Linked DNA regions of Cricetulus griseus: region 2 is linked to region 1. Evidence: chromatin contacts called from public Hi-C data. All regions are on one chromosome and are shown on one strand. Each heading gives the region's core, a stretch centred on a gene start, on an enhancer-like site or on the middle of the called end of the contact. The rest is flanking DNA. Distances are from core to core; before and after follow the strand shown. Region 1 overlaps LOC113837465 (a long non-coding RNA gene). Region 2 has its middle 62 kb from the start of Myc.

Region 1 (4,089 bases), core at 739-3,238:
CATCTTTATCTGGGTTGGTGATCAAGCTGAGCCATATGAGAAGAAAGAAGGTGACTTTGAAAAGAGAAACTGTATAAGCATAAAATTGCTGAAGGGAGAAGCGAAGAGGCCATGGGGGAAAGGCCAGAAGGCTCAACAGTAACCCTTCCACTTGATCAGCCTTGGCGGAAATGAGGACCATGGCGGGATGCTTAACATGGCGGGTGATGTGGATGAAGAAACTGGTTTTATTGTCATTTCTTTATTGTCATTTTTTTCCTGGAAGGTGTTGGTGACCACCACCATCCCCCCCTCCAGAGAAAATGACAATGAATCAAAGAAAGTGACCAGAGCAGCATGTATGGGGTGTGTCATGTAGCAATGTCCTTGGAAGACTTACTGGGTTCTGTGGTGTGTTCCCCGCCTCACCACCGGGATTCTCAACTGCCAAACTGAGAACATTTCTGGTGTCAGATGACATCTCCCTTGGACTTCCACTCGTTTCAATCAGAGAACCGAGGTTTTCTGGGTAAGCAAAAACAGAACTCTTACTAGTTTCCAACCCCAAAGCCGTACTTCCACCGAGCCTCAATCTCCAGTCAATTCAGGAGATGGAGAGAAAGGAGAGTTGGAGGAATTGGGGAAACCAGTTTTTAATAATAATAGGCCATCGTGGTATAATAACAGCTTTGGGTTTACAGAGCACTTCCACAGACATTATCTCATTTCATTCTCACAGTAAATGGGGTGGAAGGGGGAACAGGGCAATTAGCATGATCCCCGCCCTTTCAAATATGAGCAGTTGTGTCTCAGAGAGGTTAAGTGATTTGTTCATATAAAACCGGTGAGTCGCGTAGCTGGGAATGTGTGTTTTTATGACTCTCGGTTTCCTAGCTGCTTCCATTTGAGCTATGGGTGGTGGGGGGGGTTAGGAGCCGTTCTTTATGCTGACTGAGAAGGACAGGATTTATATGCTCATTAACTATGAAGAAGAGTGATATCAAGGCTAAAAGAGGACCTGGAACAGTTGGGGGATGACAAAGGATGATTTCACCTCCTGTCATGGGTAAAAGAGGGCATGGACTGTGCCTCTCAGGCTCAGGGCAGGAAGGAGGTGCAGGCAGAAAGTGCTAGAACCTCTTTGCTTCTAAAGAGATCAAGTTCTGGAGAGGAATGGGATGAGAAGCCTGTCTTGCAATAGTCAGGGGCGGGGTGGGGCGGGGCGGAGGGGAGGAGGCTACTGCAGCCACGAGCCATCCAGCAGAGCTTAAGAGCCCACCCAAGCCAGGAAGCAACGCGCCTGCCAGCTGCATCCAGCAGCATGCTCTGGTGCCTGCTCATGTCACCAAAGAGTTGATGAAGCCTCTGAAGACTGCCAAGGACACAGCAGTAGGATCTCAAAGCACAAACCCGTTTGGTCATGGGCTCTGCCCTTCTCAAGTCTACAGCTGCCCAAGTGCCTAAGACCCGCTACCCTTTTCCAGAGCTGTTGACTTTGGTTTACTGGCTTCTTCCTTCCTCCATCTCAGAGAGCTACAGAAAAGAATCTCAGGCCAGGGATGACCCACAGCAGTCAACCAGAAAGGGAGGGGAAAATGGTTCCCAGAGTTCCTCTGGAAATACACATTAGATGTCTGAAGAGTGAAAATCTAGAATATGATCCTCTATTCAGAGGAACTCTGAGTGCTTTGTACATGCTAAGTGCACCCCCGTATCCTGTGCACAGCCCTAGTGTTAACCTTACTCAAACCTCATGACAACCCTACATATTGCTACCCTATGATAAACTTGTTCAAGGTCACATCATCTGTAAACTGCAGAGCTGAGCTTTCCCTGGAGTCCTGGTGCCTTAGAGCCTGAGTTCTCCCTACTCTCTACAAAGCCTTTTCAGTATGCAGGCTCAAAATAGTTCAACAAGGAGAGAAAAGGAAGGCAGCATGGACCACAGGGTGGAAACTGTGTCTCAAGCCACCATCCTGACTCACCCTTCTTAATAAGCATCAAATGACAGCTGAAGCCTTCTAGAACAGCACAGGAAAGGGGAATCCAGACTGCCAGTGACTGATGGATGAATCAGCATGGTGACTTTCAGGTCAAAGAGGAAGCCATGATGAACAGATGTGAGCAGAGCAGTCCAGGCCATCAGAAAACTCTAGGGCCCAAAGGGGCTGTGCAGTCCTTTTCTGCCTCCATCTCCAACGTTTCTACAAATGTCTCCCTAAGGTGCCAATGCTACAGCCAAGCCTCCTTCTAGACCTTCTGTGTAAGAAGCCCTCCTGGTTCCCTGTCTTTGCTCTCGCTCTGGCCTCTATCAAGAAGGTCCTTGCTCTCCTCTCTGCCTCTCTAACCCTGATAAAGTCCCTCTCCTCCCACTAGGTCTCTTTGACATAGTGTGCTCACTCATGAAATCATCTAACTTCATTTACCCAGCACTCGTGAGGCGCCTGCTGCTCCTGAACACCAAACAAGATGCTGAGACACGGTGACAAGATGTTGCCCTTGTCTTCGCTGCCTGGTAAGAAAGAGAAAATCATTGAAAGAGTATCGTCGGAGTACCCAGAGCTTGCAGAGAGCTTTGGAGTGAGAGATAGCTATCGTGCTGCATTTGGAGATAACCGGGAAGCTTTTCGAAGGAGGCGTCCATCTGCCTGTGTTTTGAAGGATAAAGGAGATGGATGCAACGACATGTGGATTTCACGGAGAACCAGTTTTCACACTCCTGTTCCGTCTGTGCCAACTTAAACCAGTCATCGTACTTCTATGGAGGGGTCTGGTCTGGCCAAATTTCTCTAGCCTGAACTCTGATCTCAACATTGAGTGACCATCTAACAGTTTTTCCTTTTACATCTCCAGGCCTCTGGTTCTTTGTAAGGCAGAGACACTAATAGCACTCTAGGGGCTTCTTGGACAGCGGATTGGAAGTGTTACCTTGCTGAGCACTGGGAAGGTTATGCTCGGCTGCAAGTTAATGCTTCCCTGTGTGGACCTCTCCTGCTCCCACCAGGGAACTGACACAGAGATGAGCTCAGAATATGGACATTGGAGATGCTTCCTCAACTGAGGGGTGCCTGAGCTTTACTTACACACACACACACACACACACACACACACACACACACACACACACACTATGCATATACACACTCACCGCTCACAAACACACATGTGCAGCACACACATACACACATGCATGCACACGCACGCACGCGCGCACACACACACAGAGCTCACAAACACACACATGTACACACACACACACACACACACTATGCGTATACACACTCACCGCTCACAAACACACATGTGCAGCACACACATGCACACACACAGAGCTCACAAACACACACATGTACACACACACACACACACACACATACACACACGCACGCATGCTCACTCACCACTCACAAACACACATGTGCGCACACATGCACACACCGCTCACAAGTACATAATCATTATCCCCTCACCTCAGGAGATAGTCCTTTGTTCCCACCCGAGGCCTGAACTTTGCCCAAATCCCACTCCACCAAGATACACAGAAACACACCCCCATACCCCATCACTCCCTTTCTCACATGAACACATTCCAGGCCCCAGACTTCAGAGAAGGCAAGAATGAAACTTAGTTTCTAACATCTGACTTTGAATAGGTCATTGTATTGAGCCTTAGTTTCCTCAGGTCCAAGAGAGTAGACCTAATGCATGTACATTGCAAGATTACCTTGGGAACTAAGGCAATTCATAAAAGGTGCTTGGCCGAGTCCAGTATACTTCCCCATGTAGGCCCACTATGTGCCAGGCACTTGGTGAATGTTCAATATCTATTAGTTGTCGCTAGTCCTACTATGTCAATCAGTAAGTACCTTGGAAAGTCATTTCACCTATGCTTGCTTCTCTTGTCTTAGAGACAGAGTAGGTATAATAATAGCACTGCCTCGCCAGGTTATTATGACAGGTGAGTGACTTAAATTTTGTAAAGCATGTATAAATCCCTACCATACCTACACCCTACAATGATAGCTATATTTTTATTTTTATTGCTTCTTCTCTGCATTTTATTTGATGTTCTTACTATTTAGAGAAACGTCTGGAAGCTCTCTGACTATT
Region 2 (4,366 bases), core at 76-2,575, 270 kb after region 1:
GGCAATGTGTGTAATCCCAAGCACTTGGGAAGTTGAGTTAGGAGGGTTCCTACATGGTCCAGGCCACCCTGGGTGACACAGTGATTTACAGCCTGAACTATACATGGAGATCATGGAGTCTGTTCACAGCTATAAAATCCTAACTAAGACAACTAGGGAGAAAGTTGGGCCAATAAGGCTCTTGCCTTACAATCATAACAACCAGGAACCCATATAAAAAGGACATGTTGGCAGCCTAGCCTATTCAATGAACTCCAAGGCAATGAGAGATCCTGCCTTAAAAGCAACCAACAAGCAAAAACGGTGATGGCACATGAGCAATGTCCAGCTTGCACACGTTACATGCACACATATGTGCTCAAACACACTTACATTCAGCCACCCCAACACACACAAACAAGGAGAGGTTTTGCAGAGTTTCTGAAAGGCGTTGTAGCACGTGGCTCTGGTTTCTGTTTCTGTTACCGACACCTGGCTCTCCTCCGGCCCTTCTTGCAGCTCCCAAATCTCACTCTCCACCCTGGGCTTGGGCCACTGTCTGACCCCTCCCTGAGGCCTAAAACACAAACCCCACACCAGCACCCAAGCTCCTCGGCCTGCATGACAGCCCAGCATCAGCTTCTCAAAGGAACTGTTCTTTGAAGACAGCATCCTTCTGCAGCCCACTCTAGGCCTCCAGATGCAAACGTTCCTCGGCTAGGCTCACAGATACCAGAAACGTCATTATCATGCGTGTAATTCCTCCCCTGCCTCTTCTTGCTATAGTGTAAGTTCGGCTAGCACAGAAACATGCTGGAACGGAACAGACCTGCCGTGAGAATGAGAATGAAGGACCCAAGAGTAAGTGTGAGTCTTCAGCCTCTAAGGGTTTAACCGTTTACTGTAGAAAAGACGGACACACGCACGCTGTCCGCCCGACAAACAGGCAAGTACTAGGAAGGAAAGTGAAACTCATAGGAACTGGGAGAAAGGAAGACGGACATTTTACGAGGCAGCCACCAAAGAAGCCGGTTAGTAGTGATAAACACAGCAAGTCATACTTACATGCTACCCACTGTGTGCCAGGCCTGACAGGACACAGGCCGAGCACCCAGCAGCTGTAAGTAGAGGTACTAGGCCCACGTGACACTGGCATCATGTCTCCCTTACCTCTCTCCCTCTACCCTGTTCTCTTGTGTGGCTTTTATGAAAATGGAAGCCACAGCATGGTAGTAGACACCTTTGTCTGTTTGCTCTTGTTAGTTCTCCAGCCTCTAGACCAGTGCCTGGCGCCCAGCAAGTGCTCGGTAAATGAATGAGTCACTCAATCCATGCTCGAAAGAGCACCAAACAGCAGGGCTGAATCACCAGGCAAACAGCCCTGAAGAATAATAAACAACCACAATGGCTTCTACTCACGGGCTTATTTCTGCCCTGAGCACCGGGCACCATCCCTCCGTGGGCATAACCACCCTGTCTTGTAGCTGAGTGAATGGTGGCAGAGCTTCCCTTGGCTGTATGCAAGGCAGTCGTCAGGCCTCTCTGATTGCATCCTCCAATCTCCACACCAGTACCCGGGCAGCTGGCTGGCTCTCATATCTTATGTCCGCCAGAAACTGGAAAGCCGATGCGGACTGGTGAAGTCACTGGCCTCTCCCCATCTGTATTCAGACCCGGAATGGGCCGATTGCACGTTCAAATGCACCCAGAGACCCAGGAAGTCACCCAGTTCCATCCTGGTGACAGGAATGTCATTTGCTAGCTTTGACTGGGAGGCTGAGGGTAAGGGGGGTTGCTGACCCCAGGTCCTCTGCCCTTTAAGGCCTCTCTCTGATTATCATGTCCTCTTCATAGCTGCTCAGTGCTTCATCTCCCCTAATTTACAAACAGGGAAACTGAGGACACACTTGCTGAAAGGTACCGGGGGCCTATACTCCTTTACATGACCCAGGCTGCCTCCCTCTTGCAGTTGCCTGGCTTCCGCCTTTTTGGAAGGTCCTTTTCAATCGGCAAGGCCTCACTTCCTACCTTGCCAAATCGTTTCACAACTAAAAGGCAGTATCAGCAGCCTTCTCCTGGAAGGCAAACCAGTTAGGCTCAACCTGATTTCCAAAAGGCCTAGGGCTGTGTAGACACCAGAGAGCCTGCTCACAAGAAGTTTAAGGTCAATGACAGAAGAGAGGCAGGTCAATGAAACAGCTTCCCCACCAATCAAAACAGGAGGCGATCCATTGATTCAGCTCACTTGCCTGGCATGCTCGGAGCTCTGGCTTCAAATAAACTGACAGCAGAGAGACAACTCGGTTAAGAGCATTGTCTGCTCTTCCAGAGGGCCTGGGTTCGATTCCCGGAAACCACATGGCAAATGACAACTGTCTGTAACTCTGCAGGCACCGGGTACAAGTGTTGCACATACATACATACATACATACATACATACATACATGAGGGCAAAACACTCATACACATAAAAATAAGACAAAAAAGAACAAGAACAACCTATAAACAGCGCACCAAAGTAATAGAATTCTAAGATGAAAAGAGAATGAGTTGAGCATGGTGACAAACACTTTATCCCAGCACTCTGGAGAAAGAGGAAAGAAGACTGGGAATTTAAAAACCAACAGGAGAACCTGTCTCAAAGCAAAACAGTAGCTGGGGACGGTGGCCCATGCATTTAATAGAGCACTTGGGAGGAAGAGCTAAGTAGATTTTTGTTAGTTTGACGCCAGATGGGTCTGTCTACATAGAGACCGAGGACAGCCAAGGCTACATAGAGACACTGTCTAACAAAACAAAGCAAAACAAACAGAAAAGGAAAAGATTTAATATGGCCGTGGGCTAAGAGTGTAACCCAGACATTTGGCTAGCATGCCTGATTATTCCGTAGGCTGGATCCCCAGAACAGCGGGGGAAGGAAAGAAACAAGAGAGAAAGGGAGGGAGAGGGAAAAGGAGAGGGAGAGCAGGCTACAAGAAAGGGACTCCTGGGCTCCAAGACCACATCAACAAGCCAGTGTTGTTTCTCTTAATGACAGGGTGCAGGGAAGGCCATAGCCATCTTGGTACTGATGCAGGTCCCGCCCTGAGTCCCCCTAGCAGATAGACAGGCTGGTGCTCACAGGGCACCAAGGATGAGGAGGAAGCATTAGCGATTTCAAGGGAGCTCCAGCTTCCGTCTGCTGTGAAGTCAACAGCGATTCCATGGGACACAGTGCTGAACGGCTTTTGGTTGCAAAGCCAGGCAGGGTACCTGGAGAGAGCTATTTGCTAACCATCTCTTCCCATCTCTCCCCACCTAGCGGAGACCCAGTGGACCCCCTCCAAGTCCACAGCCCAGAACTCTTGCCGCACCGAACCTTTGTCTTATCTCGGCCTGCTGTGTGTGGCAGCAAAGACAGGCAGCTGAACAAAGGTATCGCCTCCAAAGCTACTGCTTCTCCTCAGACCGGAGTTGAGTGTGCAGGCAAGGCAGCCTCCTGCTCAAGGCCAAGGGCAGTCAGTCTTTTAGTTTGTTCTTCACCATCTTCTGACTTCTGGAAGTGGCCAAACCGCCCTGACCTAAATTCCATCAGCTTTGCTGCTGCCCAGCTACCTGGGGTGATGCCTTTAGCCCCCAGCTGGGCTCCTATTCTAAAACCTGGTGATAGTAATAACCCTATCTTTCGGGATTGCTTGGAAGTTAAAATGCAGTAATATACCTAAAAGCATTTAAAGCCAGCCTGAATGTGGTGAGATACACATATGATTCCAATATATAGGAGGTTGGGACCATTAGAATGCTAGTTCAAGGCCAGCCTAGGCAAAACCATACACAACCTTAAAAAGAACTCCATGAATGGATACAGGTGAGGGGTGGGAGTGGTTAGCGGAGGAGAGCTGGAGTTAGTATGTAAGATGAAATAAGATAAAAAGAGCTCGATGATGGCTGGACACTCTCTCTTAAGTACTCTGCAAAGTTGTGGATGACACAAATAAAAAGGATGATGAGCCTAGCACACTAAAGAAACTGAAAGTCACTGCCACATTACAGTCCTTGTTACTATTAGTTACTATGACTACGCATTGTTCCTTACAGGACCGGTGCCAGAAAAGTAAAATCCAACCATCCACGCCCCTACCGGACCTCACATGATCTACAGCCACATGGCCCCAAATCCCACATCTGACCTGATCGCCAAAGTCACACCCGGCTTCTACTCTGATGGCAGAACAAAGGATTCTCCATGCAGCCTTCTACGAGGTAGAACTTCTGACAGTTTCTAGACCGTTATAGAGGTGACTGACTGTCAGCAGGGCTTTACTGACACTGCTCTGCTTCTGTTTTGTTGTGACTTTCAGATGTTTAGTTTTCCAGGCAAGCCTCACACTGGAGTTCAAGCAGGCCT

The links. A called contact is a pair of places that touch in the nucleus more often than the background predicts.
Region 2: a contact with region 1 is called in a Hi-C map of the CHO-K1 cell line, with 4 times the contacts expected there. The contact joins two enhancer-like sites. A contact is called at or near these places in 2 of 8 Hi-C or Micro-C datasets (both in the CHO-K1 cell line).

The regions. Positions count from the first base shown.
Region 1 is chr10:25,612,088-25,616,176 of CriGri-PICRH-1.0, forward strand. It overlaps LOC113837465 (a long non-coding RNA gene), which reads right to left. Exons shown (of 20, transcript XR_003488041.2): 13 at 1-2,491. Among named protein-coding and RNA genes, the nearest start is that of Myc, 340 kb to the right of the region's middle. Within about 2 kb of position 1,989, at least 3 of the 6 cell types and tissues checked have open chromatin away from gene starts, as enhancers often do. A contact at or near this core is called in the CHO-K1 cell line, where this site is marked.
Region 2 is chr10:25,887,301-25,891,666 of CriGri-PICRH-1.0, forward strand. No RefSeq gene overlaps it. Among named protein-coding and RNA genes, the nearest start is that of Myc, 62 kb to the right of the region's middle. Within about 2 kb of position 1,326, at least 2 of the 6 cell types and tissues checked have open chromatin away from gene starts, as enhancers often do. A contact at or near this core is called in the CHO-K1 cell line, where this site is marked.